Linked DNA regions of Mus musculus: regions 1, 2, 3, 4, 5 and 7 are each linked to region 6. A link is a contact called in public promoter capture Hi-C and targeted proximity ligation data. All regions are on one chromosome and are shown on one strand. The core of a region is the stretch at or near the end of the contact, and the rest is flanking DNA. Distances in the headings are between cores, read along the strand shown. Region 1 overlaps Nrxn2 (neurexin II). Region 2 overlaps Gm32245 (a long non-coding RNA gene). Region 3 holds the start of Slc22a12 (solute carrier family 22 (organic anion/cation transporter), member 12). Region 4 has its middle 58 kb from the start of Gm32245. Region 5 overlaps Nrxn2 (neurexin II). Region 6 holds the start of Kcnk4 (potassium channel, subfamily K, member 4). Region 7 overlaps Nrxn2 (neurexin II).

Evidence for each region. Promoter capture Hi-C pulls out the DNA fragments that hold promoters and counts their contacts.
Region 1: a targeted proximity ligation map of forebrain shows a contact between it and region 6, with 5 times the contacts expected there. A contact is called at or near these places in 10 of 39 promoter capture datasets (the 3T3-L1 cell line, the C10 cell line, Sertoli cells and 5 more), 11 of 130 datasets of targeted methods (craniofacial prominence, embryonic forebrain, embryonic hindbrain and 5 more) and 1 of 9 other capture datasets (adipose tissue).
Region 2: a promoter capture Hi-C map of pre-B cells shows a contact between it and region 6, with 3 times the contacts expected there. A contact is called at or near these places in 20 of 39 promoter capture datasets (the 3T3-L1 cell line, 3T3-L1-derived adipocytes, the C10 cell line and 12 more) and 8 of 130 datasets of targeted methods (bone marrow-derived macrophages, embryonic stem cells, large pre-B cells and 1 more).
Region 3: a promoter capture Hi-C map of embryonic stem cells shows a contact between it and region 6, with 2.4 times the contacts expected there. A contact is called at or near these places in 11 of 39 promoter capture datasets (the C10 cell line, cranial neural crest, embryonic stem cells and 4 more), 11 of 130 datasets of targeted methods (bone marrow-derived macrophages, craniofacial prominence, embryonic forebrain and 7 more) and 1 of 9 other capture datasets (embryonic stem cells).
Region 4: a targeted proximity ligation map of pancreatic cancer cells shows a contact between it and region 6. A contact is called at or near these places in 11 of 39 promoter capture datasets (the 3T3-L1 cell line, 3T3-L1-derived adipocytes, the C10 cell line and 6 more), 6 of 130 datasets of targeted methods (bone marrow-derived macrophages, embryonic stem cells, large pre-B cells and 2 more) and 1 of 9 other capture datasets (pancreatic islet).
Region 5: a targeted proximity ligation map of embryonic forebrain shows a contact between it and region 6, with 4 times the contacts expected there. A contact is called at or near these places in 16 of 39 promoter capture datasets (the C10 cell line, the HPC-7 cell line, Sertoli cells and 8 more), 16 of 130 datasets of targeted methods (the NIH/3T3 cell line, astrocytes, embryonic forebrain and 8 more) and 3 of 9 other capture datasets (adipose tissue, liver and macrophages).
Region 7: a targeted proximity ligation map of forebrain shows a contact between it and region 6, with 9 times the contacts expected there. A contact is called at or near these places in 26 of 39 promoter capture datasets (the 3T3-L1 cell line, 3T3-L1-derived adipocytes, the C10 cell line and 14 more), 38 of 484 Hi-C or Micro-C datasets (the AML12 cell line, the CH12 cell line, the G1E-ER4 cell line and 16 more), 34 of 130 datasets of targeted methods (the 230-238 cell line, the NIH/3T3 cell line, SST interneurons and 19 more) and 3 of 9 other capture datasets (adipose tissue, embryonic stem cells and macrophages).

What each region holds. Positions count from the first base shown.
Region 1 is chr19:6,518,230-6,521,544 of GRCm38.p6, forward strand. It overlaps Nrxn2 (neurexin II), which reads left to right. Exons shown (of 23, transcript NM_001205234.2): 22 at 1,020-1,098. Among named protein-coding and RNA genes, the nearest start is that of Gm52381, 23 kb to the left of the region's middle.
Region 2 is chr19:6,569,338-6,572,308 of GRCm38.p6, forward strand. Gm32245 (a long non-coding RNA gene) reads left to right here. Exons shown (of 3, transcript XR_879496.3): 2 at 2,027-2,663. Among named protein-coding and RNA genes, the nearest start is that of Gm32245, 3.7 kb to the left of the region's middle.
Region 3 is chr19:6,541,560-6,544,832 of GRCm38.p6, forward strand. Slc22a12 (solute carrier family 22 (organic anion/cation transporter), member 12) reads right to left here and starts at 1,511. Exons shown (of 10, transcript NM_009203.3): 1 at 792-1,511. The coding sequence starts at 1,193.
Region 4 is chr19:6,623,363-6,626,719 of GRCm38.p6, forward strand. No RefSeq gene overlaps it. Among named protein-coding and RNA genes, the nearest start is that of Gm32245, 58 kb to the left of the region's middle.
Region 5 is chr19:6,444,897-6,447,931 of GRCm38.p6, forward strand. All of the region lies in intron 3 of Nrxn2 (neurexin II), which reads left to right. Among named protein-coding and RNA genes, the nearest start is that of Gm14965, 28 kb to the left of the region's middle.
Region 6 is chr19:6,933,044-6,936,179 of GRCm38.p6, forward strand. It overlaps Kcnk4 (potassium channel, subfamily K, member 4), which reads right to left and starts at 1,472. Exons shown (of 7, transcript NM_008431.3): 1 at 1,305-1,472.
Region 7 is chr19:6,500,591-6,503,753 of GRCm38.p6, forward strand. The region is part of intron 17 of Nrxn2 (neurexin II); the gene reads left to right. Among named protein-coding and RNA genes, the nearest start is that of Gm52381, 4.9 kb to the left of the region's middle.

The DNA.
Region 1 (3,315 bases), core at 207-2,706, 410 kb before region 6:
GACAAGATATAAGCCTTTCTATCTATCCTCAGTGCCCAGAAATCTGAGTGGTCTGGGTGCCCAGGGGCTTTCCTCTAGGGAGTGGGGAGCCCTAAGAGTAAGGCCTAGGCTCGCCTAGGCTGACTACCTATGCCCTCCAAATCCCATCTAATCTTAGTAGAAGAGGGTAGGCAGGCCAGCCACTTGGTAAAGAGAGTGGATGGCCCCTGAGAGATCCTGGGCTTGGTGGAAGAGAGAGAGGGTCAAGGCTGTGGAAGGGAAGAGGAGTCCATGACTTTGGCCCTGGGCAAGGGCTGTTGGGTTGAAGAGGAACTTAGGGAGCTGCGGGTTGGAACCTCCTCCCCATGGCTTCTTGGCCTCTTCCACACTGGCTCTCTCCTCGCCTGTTGTCTCCCCGCTCCCTTACTCCTTGGGCTTTGGGTCTCCCTCCTTGGCTCTCTTTCCTAACCCTGCTGAACTTCCCCTCCCCCTCAGGCTCACTCATCTCAGGGATCCTCTTTCTTTGCAATCAGTAGAGAAAATGCTGACAAAGTCGACTCCTGTTGTCATGGCAACCATAGTCCTAATTATTGTGCGGAGCCTGGTTCTCTCTGTGGAAGGGGGTTGGGAAAGATTGAGAAGTGATGAGGTGGGGAAGCTGGAGATGGGAAACCCTCCATATCCTGTCCACTCTCTCTGTCTGAGCCTCCTCCATACCCCTGGCCCCTGCCTCAGGCACTCTGGACCTCTGGGAAACACCTCCGAAGCCCAGGGTTGGCATCCCATCTCCTGGCTCCCTCGTGTAAGGGGCTCAGCACTTGTCTGATCTTTGGGAGCCACAGGGCTGGCTCTGTTTATTATCCTTTATCAAGGGAAATTGAGAGGCCAAATCACCCAAAAATGATGAGAGGGTTGGGCTTGGCCTCGGCCCTGTCTTCTGTGCTGCTCCATACATACCTTGGGAAGCAGCTGTGGAATCTGTTCACCCACCGGAACCCTCTCTTTCCTTACTCCTCTTACCATCCTCCCACACTCCCCAGAACACAGATGACCTCCTGGTGGCCTCGGCTGAGTGTCCAAGTGATGATGAGGACCTAGAGGAGTGTGAGCCTAGTACTGGTGAGTGCCTTTCCCCCCTCCCCTGCCCCGGGCCCCTGCAACCGACTGCTGGGGAGGGGGGCGACTCTCTGCCACCTGGCCCCAACCCAGGGTGTCCTGCAGGCTTTACTCTCTCCTGCAGTCCCTTTGTAATTTAGAAGACCCCCAGGTCCCTCACATGCCCTCTGACAAGGCACCTTTTGGTGTCCCATCCTTGGAGATAGTGAAGTCTTTAGCTTGGGCTCCTAGGGGAGGAGAGCCAAGAGGAACTGGGAGGAAAGAGGGAGATGCGGCTATAGAACTGCAGCTCCCATGAGTCCTGAAATGGGAGGTGGGGAACTACAATTCCCATCAGGCCACAGGTCCAGAACTACAACTCCCATCAGCCCTGAAGCCTGGCGCTCTCTTGGCCACTCATAGAGGTCTCTGTTGGCACTCCCTTGGACTCCTACTCAGCTTCAGTGACTCATCTGGTATTCTTGAAGGGGTCCCCAGGATTCCAGGTCAAGCAGGGCAGTTGCTACATGAGACCTCTATATCTGGCAGTGCACTAGGTGGAGGTGCCCCTTAGGCCAGACGTGCAGTCCCCTAGGAGAGAGCCTAGCTTGAGAGCTGCTGCAGAAGCTGTGGAAAGGGCCCCCTGAGTGGTGGCAACACAGGAACTCTGCTTAATGATGCTAGCTGGAGCCTTGGCTCCAGCTACAGAGAGCAACTGGGGCAGGTTGGGGGTGAGCTTTGCAGGCCTGGCTGAGAGCATGAGAGTGGTTGGGGCGGCCTAGTGGTTGCTGCTCATTGAGCAGGTTGTCAGTGGCTGACAGGAACAGAAGGAGGTGGTCACTGGGGGTTGACAGCAGGACCAGTAAAAGGACTGGATGTGGCTGGTGGGAGCTCCCAGTAGGGGAACACAGGCCTTGGCTGCAGCCTGGATGACATAGGAGCAGAGGGGCTGCCCACATCTCTTGCTTGGCTTCCCACAGGCTTCTTATATTACCATGCCATGGTGGCACCTGAGCTGTGGGTTTCATCAAGGCCAGGGCAAGTTCATGCAGGGATGGAGAGGGGCTGTGAACCCGACCTGAGGTCAGGGGTCTGGAGGGCCTAGCAGCTCCATAGGAGACACTGAAGCTGAGAGTGGGCTACCACAGAGAGAGTGAAGGGAGATAGGTGGAGCCTTGGGGTCCTGGTCACAGACCAGCAGTGGAAGCCCCCATAGCCAGAGGCTGATGGCCCTTGCCTTCATCCCTTTCTTCCCCAGTAGTTGAGAGCTGAGTGGGATTGTTCTGTGGTCCTGGGCCAAAGAGCATTCACGGGAGGTACCAGCTGCTAGGTAGGAAAGACCTCACTGTCCACAGCTCAGGGCCTGTGCCCCTGGGAACAGATGCTCTCCTCTGCAGGAGGCTCCTCTGCTGGGAGCCACCGTTCCATCTCTTTATCCTGCAGCCCAACTATGACTTTGGGAGAGCTAGAGTCTGCCCACAGCACCTCTTGACACTGCCTAATCCATCAAAGCTGTAGGCAGTGTCTGGGAATACCTACAGGCTGACACAGCCTCCAGCAAGGTTTACTCTGAGTGGCTGCAAGGAATGACCTGTGAGATCTCTGGGCTGGGACTATGCCATGGGGAAGGGTGCAGCCTCACTTCTCATTCTGGGACACAAACTCCATGCTGATAGATTTCTGAGCACACAACACAGATATATATTACACACACACATACACACACACACACACACACACACACACACACACACCCCAGGCTGTCCCAGGGCCATCCTGGGAGGATTGAGGGTCCCAGCCAAGACTCTATCTAGAAGCATGAGGTTGTCCTACAGTGTGCTCTCTGGTATCTTGAGCCATTTCAGGCTGCCCCTGGGTCAGGGCTCTCAGAGATCACTGTGCATTGTGTAATTCTTCTGTAAAAAAAAGAGCCCCCATGTGAGGGGAAGACAGAGGTGGAGGAAGATGGGAGGCTGGGATCTGGCCCAGCTTTGAATATAAGCCCTGGAGGAAGGGCGGAGTGGACCTTGGAGTGCTCAGTGCTCACCTACATCACCCGGTCCACAGCTCTGAGATGCCTACTGTCCTCATCTCCCCATGGGAAGTCAGGCTGGCCTGGACCATGTTCCTTATCCCTCTCATCCTGGCCTCTGCAACGCCAGTCCATTTTGAGGCCCCGGGATAAGGAAACCTTTCCTAGCAGAGCATAAGGCTCCTGGCAGAGGAGGAGGCAGCCTGGCT
Region 2 (2,971 bases), core at 279-2,778, 360 kb before region 6:
ACAGCAGAGGGACCTCAAAAGGTTTTATGCCTCTGCTTCTGAAAGCATGTCTCCCAGCTGGGGACAGCATCCCAGGGCAGACCCACAGGGGCCTGGAGGACCTCCCAGGCTCCCTGACTCAGTCCCTATCAAGGACAGTGTGGCCACATCCCCCAACTCCACGGTGCTTGGATTTAACATTGACCACAAGAGAAAGTTATTCCACACCATTCTAAAAGTCAGTCCCTACCCCCATCAAAAAGGCACTGATGGCTTTGCCAGGTAGACCCAGCCCGGGCCAGGGCTGCAGAGGCAAAGCCCCGTGTGACATCCTCCCGTGTTTCAGACGTGTGTGAACACTGACTGAGGAGGACTGGAAAGGATCTGGAACCTTCGGAGAGAACAACAGAGAGTTGTGGGTAATGGCAGGGTTAGAACTTCAAAGCTTCTGATTTGAATAACAAAAGATACTCTGTGGTCCCTGGGAGAGCCAGGAAGCCTTGAAGAGGTTGGTGGTGGGGGTGGGGGTGGGCTCTGGATGTTGGCTTCCTTCTAATTTATCAAGAAGAGGGAGGGGGAAAAACCCTAAAAATGAAAGATTGCAAAAAAAGTATTTGATCTCATTCTTTTTGTTCAGAGATGTATTATTTGTGATTATAACCTATAGGTGGTTAACTATAGTGCAAAACAAATGATTTTCCTTCTTAGATCTTGGGGCTTTTTCGGCTTTTGGTTTCTGAGATGAGCTCATGTAGCCCAGGCTAGCCTACTGTATCCTGTTTTCTGTGGTGCTGGGGATTGAACCCAGGGTTTTCTGCATGATAGACAGGAGCTCTACCCACTGCGCCACCCTCCCAGCCCCAGCTTTGGTGTTAATGAAGACCAGGTTCCAGGCAAGCCGGAGCTTCATTCTTCAGAGGTTCCGTTGGATGTCACTGCCAACTCAGCGTGCTTACAGGGGCATGTGCTAATCGCCAAAGCTTCTCTAAGGCAGGGCCTCTCTGTGCAGGGCATGGTGGGTGATGGAAGGGGAACAGGAAGCTGTTTGGCCAAAGTTCAAGCTCAGTTTCCCTCCAGCAACTACTCGCGCCCCTGGGACTTACTTTTCCCATCTGTGAAATGGCTTGTAAGGAGACAGTCAGCACTTGTCACCTCATGGGTAGAGCAAGGCCTGGCTTCCCAACTGGATGAGGAGCAGCCACGAGTCGCTTGCTACACAAAGCCCTAACCTTCCTTCTCCACCCTGATGGCTGGCACCATGGCATGCCCACCCTGGCTAGGCTGGCCCCTTACTGTTCTCCAAGGGCTTGTTTGGTCCTCTTCACCTTGGGCCCTGCTAGCTGGCCTGTTTCTGATAGCTCTCCTGGTGTCTTCACAGAGTTCTGTGTCTTCTGTCCTCTGCAGAATATCTGCCACATGTTTTCTTAAAATAGCTAGCCTCAAGTAACAGACTCATTTCCCTGGAGACATCAAGGGTTCTATGAGGCACGTGGGAGACACACTGGCTGTGATCCGAGGCGAGACAGGTGGTAACAGAGATATTGTGATGGGCAGTGATAGTGAGGATACTAGTGATGGTGCTGATGGTGGGAATGGTGGGCATGGCAACGGTGGTGGTGATGGTGGGGATGATGGGAAGGTTGGGAATTATAAGGGGGAACATGGTGATGATGGTGGGGGGATGGTAGAGATGATGTGATGGAGAAGGTGGTAGGACCCAGAACCTTCTCATTTTCCGATAAAAGATGAAAGTATTGCTTGTTTCTGTTTTTAACTCCTGGTTTTAAGTGTTGGTAATGCCCCCTCTCAAGTCAATGCTGTGTGGTCCCTGTAACTTTAATTTTTTCAAAGCCTACTTCTAATGACGGTTCTTAAACACTTTGACCTCCCACCACCCACCAGAGGTAGTAGGAAAGAAAGGATACAGGGGGAGTGGACCTGCTTAGAAAGATTCTCTGGAGCAACTCCTGTGTTGTCTGGAAATTGGCAGTTCAGTTTACAGGTTAGCAGGCGGCAGCAGCTTGATCCACTCATGAACACTTCACAGGTACACCAGCAGTCCAATTCAATAGAGTTCAGGATAGCAAACATGAATCAGCAGCGGTGACATGACCTAGCAGAGACAGCCAGGCCTCAGCCTCAGCTCGAGTCAGCAGGAGGTACCAACAGGACTCCAGGAAAAGTTCTTGGCTGTGTCTCTCAGTGAAGTGAAGATCAGCGAAGACACAAGACCAAGAAGCGTCGTACAGCTACCTCTACAAGCAAGCCCTCTCACAGTCTGCTGAGCCCTATTTATACTCCCTCCAAACATCACATGTCTTCCATGGATCTTGCCTCAGCAACACGAGTCTGTCTTAGCTGATGTCACTCTGCCAATTGAACCTTGGAAGCAAGAAGCCTCAGCACACCATCAGAAGGTTTTTGGTACATTTCTCTCTATGGGGTCCTGACAGATGCAGCTCAACTATGCACTGTAAGGTGTCATTAGTGAACAATCCTTCATCACGTGTCCTTTCACATGCTTGCCTTATTAGCAGAACATCCTTTCACCTGTGTCCACTTCAGAAGAACATTCCTTCACGAGTCTGCCCCTGCAAAACACCATCTGACGCAACTGACAAGTTTCCACTTCAGGTCCCCACTTGGCAGGGATCACAGGCTTCTGGATGGAACATTCACAAATGGTGAGTGTCACTGCCTTCCTGTGGTTCCCAGTGGGGTGTGGCCAGCTAGATGGTGAGATAAAGAGACCCCAACAGGTCTCCCATGAAAAGAGGCCTTATTCTGCACTGACCAGGACAGCAGGCAGGTGGCCAAGAAGGGGGTGGACATAGTCAGCTGAGGTCTCACCTGTCCTGCAGGGCAAAGGCCAGGCCAGCCAAGGCCATCTGGCCTGTGCTGTAAGTACGACCCATGATTGTCATGGTAACAGCCCTCCCGCGGGCTGTGGTCCACTCAGCCACTGAAAGTGATAGGGTGAGGTTCAGGCCCC
Region 3 (3,273 bases), core at 261-2,760, 390 kb before region 6:
TCTGAGTGCTGGGATTAAACATACACCACCACCACCTGGCTCCTCGTCTTCACATGCACGTGCGTGTGCGTGTGAGTGTGCGTGTGTGTGTGTGTGCGAGAGAGAGAGTGTGTGTGCGTGCATGCCTTTCCATGGTGTAGTGCTTGTGAGGGTCAGAGTTCAATCTCTGGAGCTGTCTACACTGTTTTTGTGAAGAGGTCCTTCAGTGACCCTGGGGCTCACTGGCTAGGCTGGCTAGCCAGCTAGAGCTGAGCCCCAGGGGCTCCCTTGTTTCTGCCTCTCCAGAGCTGGCATTACAGTCCCACCACCACTGAGCCTGGCTTTTCCCCCCAAATGCTGGAGAGCTGAACTCAAGTCTTCATGCTTCAACAACAGACAGTTTGCGGATTTATCTCCCCAGCCTGCCAACATCTCTTATAAGAGGCCAATGTTTGTTCAGGTCCTCTGTGCTCAGCCCAGAGACAGACGACAGGATCCTGTGTCTAGGTGGCCTGGAGTCATGGCAGAGGTTCAACTATGGGTAAAGCCATCGGGTGATGTAGAAACAGGAATGGTACCCCAGGCCAGGCTGTGTGGACATACCTCACTGTGTGGCCCAGGTTGGCCTCAGACTCAGGAATCCTCCTGTCTCTTTAGAGATGGGGTCATAGGCATGAACCACTAACTATGACCTTGCAGATGACTCCCGCTGCCCAGTCCCCTGCAAGCCTACATGGCTGCTCCCAAGTGAGGAGGCTTGGGGAGGTGCATCCTTTCTGTGACTGTGACTTTGACCTCCCAGGTGCTGTTACCGTGGTCACGATTGTGGACCTGAAGGTGCTGTGGTCGTAAACCCAGCCATCCTCGCATGGCTCAGTGGCAGCGTCACTCCAGTTGGTGGCCGTGGCGTTGGACTCTGTAAGCTGCCATTGAGGTTGTCGGAAGCGGAGGCACTGGTGGGGTTGCTGGTCAGGACCAGGTGGGATGGAGACGGCCAGAAGAACATCGGGTCCAAGGTCCCCAGGGATACTCGCCTGGGAGGTGCTATTGTCCAGGAGAGGCACCCAACAGCGGTGGTGGGGAACTGCGGCTGAGAAGTTCTCCAGCATGTTCTGGGTGGTGACCCACAAAATGGGGGTCACCAGAGCCACCGTCTGGAAGAGCTGGAACCTGCCCAGCCCCCCCACTCGGTCCAGGAGTTCAGGAAAGGCCATGGGTTTCTCCTGGGTACCACCACGCAGCTTCCACTTCACAGAGGCTGGCCCAGGACCATGGGGTCTTTGTGATGAGCCTGCTTTCCCCTTGGCTCTGACCACACCAGTCTCTTCATATGCATGTCACACAGCCATGTTGCTGAGTCACAGCCAGTCAAGGCTCTTGTGTATCTGCCTGCTGGCTGTCACCATGAGACCTGGAACCCTCTGTGGTAATCTGGAGGCCATGGGAACCTCTCAGCGACACAGCAGAGTCTGGCTCTCAGGAAAAACCAAATTTGAGAAGCAAGGAGGGTGGAGAGAGAAGTCACTCTGGGTAGAATTAAAGTGTGACTAGGAGCCATTTAATAGAAGAGGGTTTAGTAATCATTTCTTCAAAGTTTAACCAGGACAACACCACTGCAGATGAAAGCGGCAGTTTCTCCCACCACCCCGCCCCCATCTTCATGGCCCTGGTTTCTGTTAGGATGCGGCAAGATCTGGACACGGGCTCTGCCACTAAGTGTGTTGGGGCCGCCATCCTTCGGTGCTCCTGCCTGCCTTCCAGGAGACATCATGACTGTACTGTGAGCTAACCCAGGAGAGAGAGGGTGAGCCCTGGTCCTCCCAACCTCAGAGCTGGCCTGATCCTAGCTTGAGTGATGGCGTCCTCTGCTTGAGGATGGTGTGTCACTCAGTCTCTAGGCCTCATTAGCCTTTTGAAGCTGCCACTGTTCCTGCACTCCCTTATTGATTCCCTGTACTGAGCCTCATTAAGCCCTTTTGACATTAGCATATGCCCCTGTACTCTTCAAGACAAATATCCTAAAGTATTGAGACCTCTGTCTCTTTCCCAGGTCTCCTTGTCTTAGGACCCACTTCTTTAGCCTGTAATTACATGGCCCTCTGCCTGGAACGGAGTCACAGTTCACAGGCTGGCAACTCAGCCTCTAGTGTCTCTAAGCCGACTAATTCTGAGGACTTCCCCCTTTGCCTCTGCTCTGCTCTGTCGCCTCCCTGACCTGTCTCCTTCTGCCGCCCCTTTCACCTACTGCCACACTGCAAAGCCTTACACTAAATCCTGCCTTCAACGCCAGGGCCCTGGCCCTCTAGAAGAAGAGCAAATGCTTGACCAGGAGGCGTCTCTCCAGCAGTTCGACTTCCATTTGTAAGATTCCTGGCTCCTGGGAGGGGGAAAGCCTGACAAAGGGGAAAGTGTCCCCAGGAAGCCATGGGAGTGACTGGACAGAACCGATAATGAGGGCTGTGTAGAGGCGGGAGGAGTCTGTGGGCACCAGAGGTACTGACTGGTTTGGGTTCAAGGTAGTTTTGAGAGTAGAAGAGGAAACGCTGTGATCAGGTGGCAGATGATGGGATAGAGATGTCCGTACGATTCCTGACACAGACGTTCTTTTAAAATAAAAGTATTTGGTGTGTGTGTGTGTGTGTGTGTGTGTGTGGCTTGTGTATTTGAGTACAAGTGCCCACAGAGGCCAGAAGAGGGGCATCTGACTCCCTGGAGCTGGAGCTGGCGTTACAGGCAGCTGTGAGCTATAGGATGTGGGTGCTGGAAGCTGAACACTTGTCCTCTGGAAGGGCTGCAGGACATGATCAGCTTCTGAGCCATGTCTCCAGTCCAGAACCTTTTTTCTTAATTGTGTAAAGTCCCAGGTTGCTACTGATGGGTGGGTGGCTGTCCTCCAAGGGGAGTCTGGGATTGCAGTCCCATTGTGTGTGTACCCCTGCAGCTGTCACTGGAAGGCACTGGCCTCATGTGTCAGCCGCTGGAGTGTAGGCTTAGATTTTTCAAAACCTAATTTGATTAATGTTCTTTAACACACCAACCTCCCTTCTAGCCCACCTACCAGAGGTAGAGGAAGAGAAGGGTTAATAGGAAATGGGCTTGTGGATCTCTGTAGAAGTAGTTCTTTGGGGGAGATACAATGCAGTCATTGTTGTCAGGATATCAGCGGTTCAGTCCACTATCAAAACACCAGACACAAATCAGCAGTGGGAGTTCAGTCCTCTCAACAAGCACCGAACACGAGTCAGTAGCAGCAGCAGTTCAATCCAGAAGAAACCGAGAGGCTCTGCTGAGCCG
Region 4 (3,357 bases), core at 674-3,173, 310 kb before region 6:
TAATTGGTTGTAATAAAGATCTGACAGATGATGTCTAAGTCGGGAAGGACTAGGGTGGGACTTCCGGGCAGAGAGGGTAAGGGAGGGAGAGAAAGCAGAAATCAGGAAAACTGAGAATGGACACGAAGGGAACAAACAGCGGCCACAGCAGAGTCGAGGGGTGTAGAGCTACCACACGGCGGGTTGTAGGCTGTACAGTCCGGTTAAGTGAGATGAACTAGCTGGGAGACTGCCCCAGCAAAAGCCTAACCCTTAAACCACAATGGAAGTCTAGGGTCATTACTTATACTGCTGGAGGGTCCACTAAAAGCACCCGCTTCCCGCTACGCACACACTCAGGCACGCACACAAGTGCTTGAGCACACACACACACACACACACACACACACTTAAAAACCACACAAGGCTCAGGACATCAAGCTGTGCCATCTCTATGAGTGCTATGACAGCAACATTTAGAGGTCAGATTGGTTATAATTGCTATTACTTTTCTCATGCTGAAAATATTTTCTTAATTATCAGGCATGGTAGCACATGACTTTAATCCAAGACCTCAGGAGGCAGAGGCACGTGGATCTGGGAGTTTGAGGCCAGCCTGGGCTGCACAGAGAGACCCTGGAGAGAGGAGTCTGGGGGAGATGGCCCATCTGTTACAAATACTTGCTCTTCCAGATAACCGGGGTCAATTCTCAGCATCAAACGGTGTCTCACAAGTGTAACTCCGGTTCCAAGGGATCTGAAATCTTTTTCTGGCTTCCATGGATACTGAATGCATACGATGCACAACCATACATGAATGCAAAAGACACATACACATAAAATAAAATAACAATAGAAAAATTAAAGAAAAACAGTTCATTAAAAAGCAGAAGCCAAGGGGCTGGGAGTCAGCTCAGTAGGTAAAGTGCTAAAGTGGGTAAAATGAGCACAAGGACCTGAGTTCAAACCCCAGAGCCTACAGAAAATGATGGTTCATGCTTGTCACCACAAGTAGGAGGCAGGAGTCACCTTCTTCAGTGCTGTGGCTACTAAGTGACCTATGCCTGTGCCCACCCCATGGCAGCAGCCTCTGTTAAGTTCAGTGAGTCACTGAACCACAAAACAAAATGCCTGAGCTTGGTGTGAAGGGCTCAGCAGGAGTGGGAGAGGCGAGAGGGGAATGGGGAGTGCAGCAAAGTGCATTACAGATGTATAAAGTTGTCAGAGAATAACGAAATAATTGCTGAAGAGAAATGAAAGGGCAGAGGGAAAGGGAGGGAGAAAGGGAGGGAGGGAAGGAGAGAGGGGAGAAGAAAGGGCAGAGAGAAAGGGAAGGAGAGAGGGAGGGAGGGAGGGAGGGAGGGAGGGAGGGAGGGAGGGAGGGAGGGAGGGAGGGAAGAAAGGCATTTTCTAGGGACTAGAGAGAAGGGCAGCGGTGCTGTTTCACTGGAACAGTTCCTCTGGGAAGATGGAGTTCCTGGGTGGTGGCGATGGCTGCACAGTCTTGCGGGTGAGCTAATGCTGAGATTTACCTGTTCATGTAAATGGCTCACCTGTCCATTCCATGTCCTGTCATTTCTGTCTCAAACACAAACCTGAATGTCAAAAGGCATCGACTTTACTGGGTGAGTAATGGTGAGTAATGGCTGTGTTAAGTTGACTCTTTTACATTACCTGGAATAGTTCTAGAATTATTAAAATTTCAGAATATATTAGATAAAACCCTGATAAAAAAGAACAATCCACAAACAGAAAATGACCCAAAGGCTTGCAGGAGTCTTCAGGTCGGGGTGACCCAGAAGAGCCAGGCAGAGGTTTTTATATTTGTTCTTTACTCTGAGAAGTTCAGACCCAGATAATAAATGCTGTTCCTTCCTACTCTGGCAAAGTCAATCAGACTGGCAGACAGATAGACAGACAGATGCATGTACACACACACTTGCTCTGAGGGGACTGACCTCAGCTGTCGTCGTCCCCCCCACTCCCACCCCATGTGTGGAAAGACAGAGGGATAGAGGCTGGCAGTCGGCTCTGGGTCACATGATTTCTGCGCTGAGGGGGGTGGGGGGGGCACCAGAGACAGAGAAGGAGGGAGGGAGTGGGTGTGGGAGCACTGGAGCAGCTGGGTCTCCTGAGGGTGGAGAGGCTGAGGCCAGGCTAGACCAAGGGTGGGAATGTATGCTCTGATAGGAAGACAGGGTCAGATGCCACATGGAGCTCCATTCTCTACCAGACCCCAAAGCAACAAAGTTGGGGCCTGGGGACAAACCCCGCATAATCACATATGTTGATGGAGACCTCTGGCCACTGTCTCCAGGAGAAGCACAAGGCAGATGAGATACAAGCTTCAATGTGTCAGGGAGGTTGGAGTCACCCACAGGAAGTGATGCCTGAGGCGACTGGGGACAAGAGGTGGAATGTTCCCAAGAGAGGGTCCAAGGTCCTAGGGCAGGATGGAGCCTGGGGAACTCTGGGAGCCAGAGGAATGTGGGCAGAACAAGAGTAGAGACGAAGTATGTATAGCCTGTGTTAGCCTTCTCATTGCTGTGAACCAATGTCTGACAGGAGTGGGCAAGAGGAGGAAGGGCTGAGGGGAGGGGAGAGGAGGAAGGGGTGAGGGGAGGAAGGGCTGAGGGGAGGGGAGAGGAGGAAGGGCTGAGGGGAGGAAAGGCTGAGGGGAGGGGAGAGGAGGAAGGGGTGAGGGGAGGAAGGGCTGAGGGGAGGGGAGAGGAGGAAGGGCTGAGGGGAGGAAAGGCTGAGGGGAGGGGAGAGGAGGAAGGGCTGAGGGGAGGAAGGGCTGAGGGGAGGGGAGAGGAGAAAGGGGTGAGGGGAGGAAGGGCTGAGGGGAGGGGAGAGGAGAAAGGGGTGAGGGGAGGAAGGGCTGAGGGGAGGGGAGAGGAGGAAGGGCTGAGGGGAGGAAGGGCTGAGGGGAGGGGAGAGGAGGAAGGGCTGAGGGGAGGAAAGGCTGAGGGGAGGGGAGAGGAGGAAGGGCTGAGGGGAGGAAGGGCTGAGGGGAGGGGAGAGGAGAAAGGGGTGAGGGGAGGAAGGGCTGAGGGGAGGGGAGAGGAGAAAGGGGTGAGGGGAGGAAGGGCTGAGAGGAGGAAAGGGGAAGGGGAAGGGGAAGGGAGGAAGGGAAGAATGGATGAGGGGAGGAAGGGCTGAGGGGAGGAAGGGTATTGACTCTAGTTCACCATAGCAGAGAAAGCGAGGCAGCCTGTCCCATCACATCTGCAGTCAGGAGCAGAGAGAGACAAATGCTGGTGCTTGGCTGACTCTCTTTCTTGTAGTTTGGGGTCCAGCCTGTGTAATGGTCCTGCCCACAGTTAGGGTGAATTCTCCCACTCCATTAACTTAATCTAGAAAATTCCTCACAGCCTT
Region 5 (3,035 bases), core at 70-2,569, 490 kb before region 6:
CTGTCTGTGTGGGCGTGCTGGGCACCAGCTTATTATTTTGTCCATGGAGTGGCGTGTGTCCATGTGTCTCTGGAGGAACCACCAGAGCTTTGTGTGTTTGCATCTCTGTGTGTCACTGTTTACCCAGTATGCATGTGAGAGAGAAGGAGAGAGAAGGAGAGAGCCTGCACATCTGGGTGGACACAGCCTTCTGAGGGCTGGAGATAAGATTTAGTGACTTTAACTTGCTCTAGATGTCTCCTCTGGAATAAAGGGAGAGATGGATGGAGGGAGAGAGTAAAGACAAGGGAGAGGAGAGGCTTGGGAGGAGGAGGGGGCACAGAGACAGGGAGAGGAGCAAGTGGTGGGATTAAAAAGAGCTGGGGGGAGAGAGGGGGGAGAGAGGGAGAGGGAGGGAGGGAGAGGGAGAGAGAGGGGGAGGAGAGGAGAGAAAGGAGAGAAAGGAGAGAAAGGAGAGGAGCTTAGCAGGGAAGGCCTGGCTGAGAGGGAAGGGCAGAGGCTGCAGAGAAGGAACTTGGAGCAGGGAGAGGAGAGAAAGGCATGAGAAGATCAAGGGAAGGTCAGCTTTGGAGACCAGGGAATGAGCTCTGTGTGAGGTGTCCTGGTAACCTGCTGGTATGGATGTGGGCCTGAATATCAGCAATAGTGCAGGGTGTATATGGTGTGTGTGTGTACACAGGTAGGAATGTGGTCCTTCTGTGTGTCCTTGTGCATGTCTGTCTGTGTCTCTTAATTTTGCCATCTTTTTCTTTCCATGGCTGTTGTCCTGGGATCTGGGTGCAAGTCAGGGGTGAGACTGCAAGTGAGGACACAGGCTCAGCTGGACCTCCCTGAGGTCCCTCTTCAGATCTCTTGGAGGTTCTCTGTGCCTCCCCTTCTCTGTCCCTTCATGCTGGGATGCTAGGCCTAAGGGTTGGCTTCCTCTAGGAACCCAGGTATCCTGCCATGCAGTGCCCTGAGCGCCTCCATTCTTTCCTTAATCTCTTCCGAGCAAGGAGAGGAGACCCAGATTAGCCAAACAGAATACCCAAGGGAGGGCCTTTGGCATTGACGTTCGTCACTGCCAGCCTGTAGGAGGAGTGGAAGGAGGGGCAGGATGCCACAGGTAGTCATGGGGGAGAGAGCACCCCAGGGGTACTGGGGCCAGGGTACAAAGAGCAAGCTATAATTGGGATGGGAGAGGAGACAGGTTGTAGGGAGGGATGCCTCTGTCATCCGGTCATCTGAGGATGAGCCAGGAGTAGACAGGAAGGGAACGGGTCTCCCCTCACCAAGATGGCTGGTGCTGTCACGCCTGAGGGAGCTGAGCAGCTGGTTGCCTTGGTGACAGAGGGAGAGTGCCGCATGCTAATGAGGCTGGCAGAGAGCTGGGCAGCGGAAGGGTCTTGAGGGTAGCTGTGTGGCTTCCTCCAGCAGGAGTCAGGCCTAAGGGGCTGTAGGTGCTGGTGGGGGCAGAGGACAAAAAACTGAATCCATGGGCCCTCGAACACTGGACTGAGGGCAACAGAAGCCTGGATTTCTAAGAGTAAGGCCTCAGGGCAAGGCTGCTGCTGACAGGCAGAGTGGGAGGAGGGTTTGGGGCCTGAGGTTTAGAAGTGGGGTGCTGGAATTTTGTAGTCTAAGCGTGAGTGGCAGGGTAGGAACTATTTGAAGCAAGGAGTATAAAGACAGCCAAAAAGCTGGAGACCCTCCCAGTGCTTTGAATAAATCCTGTGTCCTGAGAACTGTGTTGTCCTGATGCTGCCCCAGTTACTGTGGCCTCCTCCCTCAAGCTAGCCTCCGACCTAGAGGTGAGATAAAGGAAGAAGACACCAATGGAGATGGAGAGGAAGCTGCCGGGAGCCACATGGCTCTGTTTTCCCCAGGGCCCAAGCCCTTCCCAGCCTCCTCGGCTCCTGGGCACTGGCTACCCTGGTCCTCTCTGTGCCCCAGAGATACTTGCAGCTCTTTGATCTCCACACTGGCTTCAGTTTCCGGCTCAAGGTCTAGCATCTCATGCCACAGGAGCTGGGATGATTTACTGACAGCAGACTGTTCCTCCCCAGCCCTCTTTGCCAGACTCCACAGCAGGGAGGTAGGGCTGGGGTTGGGCAGGGAGCAGGGGTTGGGTAGGGCTAGTTGGTCATCTCAGGGATCCAGGAGAATCAGTTCTGTCGCTGGTCTGGTGCTGTCAGTCTCTCTGGGGCCTGGAGGCCTGGTGTGGCTCATTCTGGAATGACTCAGGTTGAAGAAGGTTAGGGTTGCCAGGGCTTGCTCACTGGGCTAAATTGTCCTCAGCAAGGGCCTGGCCAGGGAAAGGGGACCCGTAGCGTCATTTAGGCAGGAAGGGTTTGGATCTTTCAGAGTGCTTGGCCTCTTGCCCAGGGGTCTTGGCTGTCCGAAGGCACAGTTTCTAGATTCCCAGATTCTGAAAGAATCACAGCATCTTTTGATCCAGGGTTTCCATAGGTGCAGATGCCTTCTTCCAGCTTCCCTAGTTCTCAGAAACAAGCAGGTTTTCTTTTGGAACCTGCTCTCTCCATGCGTGGCTGGAATGGGCAGCTGGAAGAGTTAGGGCTGTAGAGGAGGCTTTTCTAAGTCCCAGTCTGGAGGTTTCCTTTAAGGCCCAGGTTTCTATACTACCCACTTTCCCGCAAGGTTATGCAGACCCCTGGTGTGTGTGCGCGTGCACATGTGTATGCATGTGTGTGTACATGTGTGTGTGTGTGCATGTGTGTGTGTGTGTGTGTGTGTGTGTGCATGTGATGGCTGGCGTCCCCTTGCCCACTCAATCCCACTCTAACGGGACACTCTCTCTCTCTCCAGGTGGCTCTGATTTTTGTGTTGTGTTTTATTTTCTCCTCCATCCGAATTGTTTTTTTCTCGTTGACCGTTTTTTTTTTTTTTCTCCACCTCCTGGAAGAAAAAAAAAAAAGAAAAGAAAAAAAGAAAAAAGGAAAAAGGAAAAGGGAAAGGCCGCTTCGCGCCGCCCCGCGCCATGCTGCTTCCCTTTCCTTTTCCTTTTCTCTTTTTTTTTTCCGGCAAGAAGAAAAAAA
Region 6 (3,136 bases), core at 222-2,721:
CCCAAAGTTTTTGAGCCCCTAGCTTTATTATCCATAGATGTAACCCCCACACAGCCTCTGGTTCCAGGTACTAACACCTAGGCCCCCACCTCCAGCCTCCCTCTTACCTCCGGAGCCTAGCCATCAGGAGAGTGGGATAAAGAAGAAAACACTAAGCCAGGCAGGGTGAGTGAGAAAATGGGGGACTTGTGAGGCATTAGGGTGCCTGCCTTGGAGAAGACCAAAGGAAGACTAGGGAGTTCCAGGGGAAATAGGAAGAGGCTGGAGCCTGCAGAACTGGAGACAGGAATAGCAGGTCCATACTTGGCTCTCTCAGTGCGGCTGTGGCAGCCTCCTCAGATGCATCTGTCCCCTCCTGCCTTCCAGCCTAGCAGGGATCAACCGGGCGGGGATCTTCCAGGGTCCCCACCCGCCCGCTGGGCTTTCGAGGAACCCCAAGGCGGATCTGGCTGCAGGGTATAGGCAAGGCCCAGAGCCAGGGAAAGGAAAAGTGGGCACAAAGTTCCCAGAAGAAGCAAGGCACAGGGTGGGAAGGGCAGCACGGATACAGCAGCCCACGGGACAGCTGTCACTTAGGGGGCAGCGGGAGATGGCAGGCACACACACACATACATATACACAGTCTGCTACATGTGCCACAAAGATCTTTGAGCCACATTCCATTCTGCAGCTCTAGCCGCGCGCTGCCCAGGCTGCAGGCATAGCACTGCACCACGCTCCGGCAGACCCTGGCACAACTAACCACCATGGGCGTGCCCGCAGGGCCGAGCTACCCTAGAGGTCCACGCGCACGAATGCGCGCGCTCGCGTACACACACACACAGATACACACACGGAACCCGTGTGACACCGCACGCCAGCCGCTTGCTCCCACCACCTCCCCCGCGTCCTTACGCCGACGCCTCCGAGCGTGACCGGCGACGGGACGCACGGTCACACCACTCGAGGAAGGCATCCACGCGCGGGAAGTGTCCCGCCCTGCCGGTTTCTCCCAGCTCCCAGGGCCTGAGATCCAGCCCACATTCCCGCGCCTGCTCCGCACTTACTGTCTGCCCACTCTGTGGCTGCGGCTTTGGCTGCGGCCAGGTCTCCCGCGCCGCCTCGAGGGTGTGCGGGCTGAGCCAAGGAGGTGCCGGCGGCAGCCCAGAGACCGAGCCGCCGGCGGCCGTCTGACTAGGACCCCCCTCCTCCCGCCCTCAAAAGCCCCCTCCTTGGGAGCTTAACCCTACCAGAGCTGCGTCTCCCTACGTGCCGCACCCTCGCCACCGGCTCTCGCCACCAACCGCCTTGAACCCAGCCCTTACCTGCACCTGCAGCCTCTGGGCTCCCCAATGCTGTCTTGTCCAGGCCAGTGAGTGGCAGAAGACTCAGAGAAGGGTCGACGTGAAGTCCAACCTTCCAGGCTGGGATTGGGGCCCCAACGCTGCCCTAACCTGGACATCAGCTGGCCCGGGGCTCAGGACAGCCGCCACACTCATCTCCTGGAATCTTCTAGGTCTATTACTGGACTGGGAAGAGCCTTCGTTTCTCCGCCCATGAGGATAGTCTGGGCCTTGGGCTCAGCACTTGTGAGGGAGAGGCCCCCAGGGAGAAGAGGGTATGTGGGGGTGGAAGACGGGGAGCTCTCTTTGAGGCCACCTGGATTTAACCAGCTGAATGGGTTGGGTCCTAGTTCTAGGAAGTCACTGATAGAGCACCTCTTGCTCAGGCTGCATTCCCATCTCTGATCCTCCAGGCCCTGGGGTCACCCCCCCCCCCCAACCATCTGCTGCCTGACAATTCCAGCAGAAAGAGTGCTAGCATTTTCTGAACAGCTAAAGCCGGGTCCTCTTCTGTCTTTATCCTTCTTTCTTCTTCTTTATATCCTTTTTTTTTTTTTTTTTTTTTTGGTTTCTCGAGACATTTCTTTACTGATTTCCACAAAATCTCTCCTGTAGCGTTCAGAGATCCCATGCTATTGTGGTCAGTACTTTTGTTGTTGGGATGTTTTGCTTTGTTTTGAGACAGGGTTTCTCTGTGTACTCCTGGCTGTCTTGTAGACTAGGATGGTCTCAAATTCAGAGATCCACCTGCTTTGCCTCCAGAGTGCTGGGATTAAAGGTGTGCCCTACCATTACTGGGTTTTGTGGTAATTGTCAGTATGTTTAAGTGACCACCCAGATGATAGGGGGTCAGGGTGAGTTACCAAACTCCCTAGTTCCCACTTACAGTAAAAGGGTGATTACTTAACTCTGGGTGCTGATTTTGAGTATTTAGGAAGTCAGTATTTGGGGGCTGGAGAGATGGCTCCGTCTTTAAGAGCACTGGCTCTTCTTCCAGAAGACCAGAGTTCAGTTCCCAGCACCCACTACTGTCTGGGACACCCTCACACAGACATACATGTAGGCAAACCACCAATGCCTGTGCACACATACAAAGTCAGTGGTTTTTACTTTGGTTCTTTCTCTTTTTTTCGTTGTTATTTGTTTGTTTTTGGAGCCTTAGCTGTCCTGAAACTTGCTCTCTAGTTCAGGCTGACCTCAAATTCACAGAGACCCACCTTTCTCTGCCCCTCAAATGCTGAATTAAGGGCATGAACCACCACTGCCCAGCTGAGGTCAGCGTTTATAAATGCTTAAAGCCTAGCACACAGAATTAAGTGCCCTAAAAATGTTAGCAATTCTGCTTCCATCCGAAAGTGATTGTCCAGCTTACTGCTGAAGTCTGAGCCTCTGCTGTTCTCTCTGGAGACCTTGTAGACCTGGCTCCAGGAGAGTCCCAAAGAAAGAATTTCAAGGCAGACTTACTGCTAGGCTGAGATCTCAAAGGAGCTAGAATCACCAGGTTTATAGACAGGAGTCACAGGCTCTAATAATCAATCCTGAGCCACAGGGCAGATCTGCAAGGATGTCCGGAACTCAGGGCAGTGACTAAACCTTTGGGAGCAGTAGGATTTGTGTACCAAGAGCTGACTCAGCATGCAAGTAGCCAGGGGATCAGGGTTAACCCATACCCAGGTAAGGAGATGGAGGCTGTGCCACACAAGCACACCCTTTATAGATCTTCCATAAACTTGACACTTGAAGACCACAGTAGAGGTGGTGACAGAAGCCAGGCCTCAGGTCAGTGAGATGGTGCAGTGCTTTGTAGGGCTGCT
Region 7 (3,163 bases), core at 316-2,815, 430 kb before region 6:
CATGTTGGCATGAGCATTGCCTGTGTGTGTGGGGTGTCTTCCCAGGGTAGAAGGAGGTAAGGATGAGGGGGAGGGCAGCTCGGGACACTGATGAAGTGGTGGAGAGGCTGAAAAGGATTCAGGGGGAAGGAGGGGACTAAGGAAATCTACAAGAGGAGAAAGCAGTTTCTCATGACTGAACCCCTCTCTGCTCACCTCAGCTATGGGGAGATGAGAGAACTGGCCTCCCCTGGGACGCCTCCCTGGGCTGGAGGCCAGCCAGCTTTCCTCCTGCTCCAAGGCTCCCTAGTGTGAGGGCAGTGCACTTTCTCTTTCTCTCTCTCTCTCTCTCTCTCTCTCTCTCTCTCTCTCTCTCTCTCTCTCTGCATGGACACCTGCTTCTCTGCTTCTCTACTGAGTCTCCTTGCCTTCTTCCCTGCTCACAGCTTTCCCACTCTCCCTCCCATCCCCCAAGCCCTCCCATTACATAATGTCCCTTCCCACCTGACATTTCTGTACCTGATGTCACTGTAGGGTATGGGGTGACCAACACACCTGGGACCTAAAATGGACAGAGGAGATGACACCTTTCTGGTCTTTCTGGTCATGGACCCCTTCATCCCAGTACTGGTCTCTGAATCTTTGATGAGCTCTTTTCTAGTCCTCCCGAGAGCCCACGAAGGCAGACCAACTCCCACTCAGTTCAGCAGCTTCCAGCAGAAGAGGGCTATCATGTAGTTTGGTTCTGTGGATGAGTATATAACTTAGATTCCTGACTGAATGGTGTATGGCCAGGATGAAGCTAAGAGCTGAGGTATGTAGATGAAGAGAGAGTTTAGCTGTCAGGGCCTGTGCAGAAGCCCCACCCCCTGGCTGTGGTGTTCTCCTGGGAAGATTTGTTGATAACAGAAAGCACCTAAGACCCGGGCTTTTCTGGATAATGCAGAGGCCTTATCCCTTGACCGCTCTAGATCTCCCAGAAAGCTTCTGTGCTGGCTTCTGATGTTCCTGGGGCACTGGCACACAGAGCCGCATGTGTGCTTTGAGCCCCCGGGGCATGACTGCACGGGCAGTTTTTAAATGGAGTAAATGCTGTGAGTCTGGGTTCCTGAAACATTGTTGATGGTTAGTTGTTTTCTTTCTAGAATGTAGGGATGTGTGTGTGTGTGCATGCATGTGTTGACTATATGATCATATCTAGTGTTTTATGGCTCTGTGAATTTCTGGGTCTAGGAAGCATTGAGGTGACTGTTGAATGTGTGCAGAAGGTGACATCTTATGTCTGATTAGAAACTCTTGCCATGGGCTTCCAGCGGTGTGGGTCTGGCCAGCATGCTATGCATAGTCAGCTCCCAATTTACCAGTGTGGAAAAGAACAATTGGTCTATACCAGTCTTGGGCAACACTGGAGCCTGCTTTAGTCCCCTTTGCTTCTCAAAACCTTTCTGGATGCTGTCAAGTTACAGATGTGGAGTGTTATCCTGGGCACCAAGGCTGGCATGCCTTCTTCTGGGAGGGCTAGAGAGTTTGCTTGCCTGGCAGAGCTGTGGGAAGCGCCTCCGGAGCGTGGCCGGAGGGGCGGGGCTTGGCAGAAGCTCCGCCTCCAGCACCCGACCTCCTCGTAAACCAAGCCCTCTGTCCCCGCCCGTGCGGGAGCAGTGGTGCTGGGGAGAGAAATGTCTCCCTGGGGTAATTACTGCAGCCCCAGCCCAATAAACCATTCATCCTTTCCCTCTTCTGCCCAAGAAGTGTCTCTCCACCCTGGTTCCCCCCCACAGTATAATAAATGCCCTTCGGCTTTAACAGGTCCGCCCAGCACAGTAAACTGGCTGCAGTGTGAGAACAGCTGGATCATAAATCCTGGGGGAGGCCGGGGCTGGGAAGCGGGAGGGCTGGGGCGCGGGCGCCCATTTGTACCTCGCCGGCCCCTGCCCTTGGCCGCCCGCGGAGGCCTGTCTTTGTGCGTTTACCGCCATGTTTCCCTGGCTGCCTCGACTCCTGTGGCGGGGTCTGCCTCTCCGGTCTGGGGCTTTGTGTGCAGTTGGGTGCCTCGCGACCCGCGCGTGGGTGTGGGGTCTAGGTGTGCGTCACTTGGAGCTGGGTCTCCTTGTAAGGGCTGGGACTTGGGTTGTTGGCACACATCTCAGATCTCTCCGGCTTTCCTGTCTAACCCGGCACCTGGCTTGCTGCTGTTCCGGTGCTATAGAAGCAGGAATGGCGCTGTCCATGGTGATGAGCGTGCTGATGGCTTCCAGCAGGAAAGCCGGCAGGAAGGGCCTCCTTTTTAGACCTGGCAGATTTGGGACCAGACTCCATGTAGATGGAGTTTCCTTCCCTGGTGTTAAAGGACCAAACAGCCTGATGAAATAGCCCTCTCCCGGGGAGGCCCTGGAACCCGGGGGTCAGGGAGTGTGTAGAGGAAGGTCAACATCTCTGCTCCCCAAACCCAATCTCCCAAATTCAACGTGCAGCTTGTGAGTGAAAGGGAGAGGGAGGACCCTGGGTATTATGGTTGTCATGGAAACAGCCGATTTTCTGGAGTGCTGCAGTGTTGGGAGCTGAGAGACTGTACTGGCTGAGGCATAGCCACTTGGCTCTGCTCTCCAGGCCCAGCCCTTACTAGGCAGTCAGGTAGCCTGCAGTGAGTATGGAGGTGATGCTCTCTGTGTACCTCTCACTGGGACCCGAAGGCCCAGCCTTCCTCACTGTACCTCTAGGGTCTAAGGTAGAAGGCACACCTGAGCCTGCAGGGCCAAAGCTGCTCTCCCCCCCGTCTGCTGGGGTGCTTTCCAAACTACAGGCTGCAAAAAGATGACAATTTTAGACATCCACGTGGTTTCTCCATGTCTGCCCTGCCCCTGAGGTCCCTCCCCATTCTTACTCTGTCAGGAGGGTAGGAGACAAGGAAGAAGCTCAGGGAAGAGCAGGGGACCAGTGCCTTCTCTTGCTCTAGTCTCACCAGTTCTGATGCCAGACTGAAGCCCCCCTTCCCTTCCCAGCCTCTCAAAGCACTCAGAAGTCCCCTCCCTCTCCTGGGGACCTAGAGTTCCTTGATGGATCCCTCTTTCCACCAGACTGCCCAGACTACTAGGGGCCCACTGGGTGAGAGACCCCGGGTCCCTGCTTCCCCTAGACCAGAGTTCTCCACTGTGTTCCCTACTGGCTTGCTGCAGGCTTCCATGCC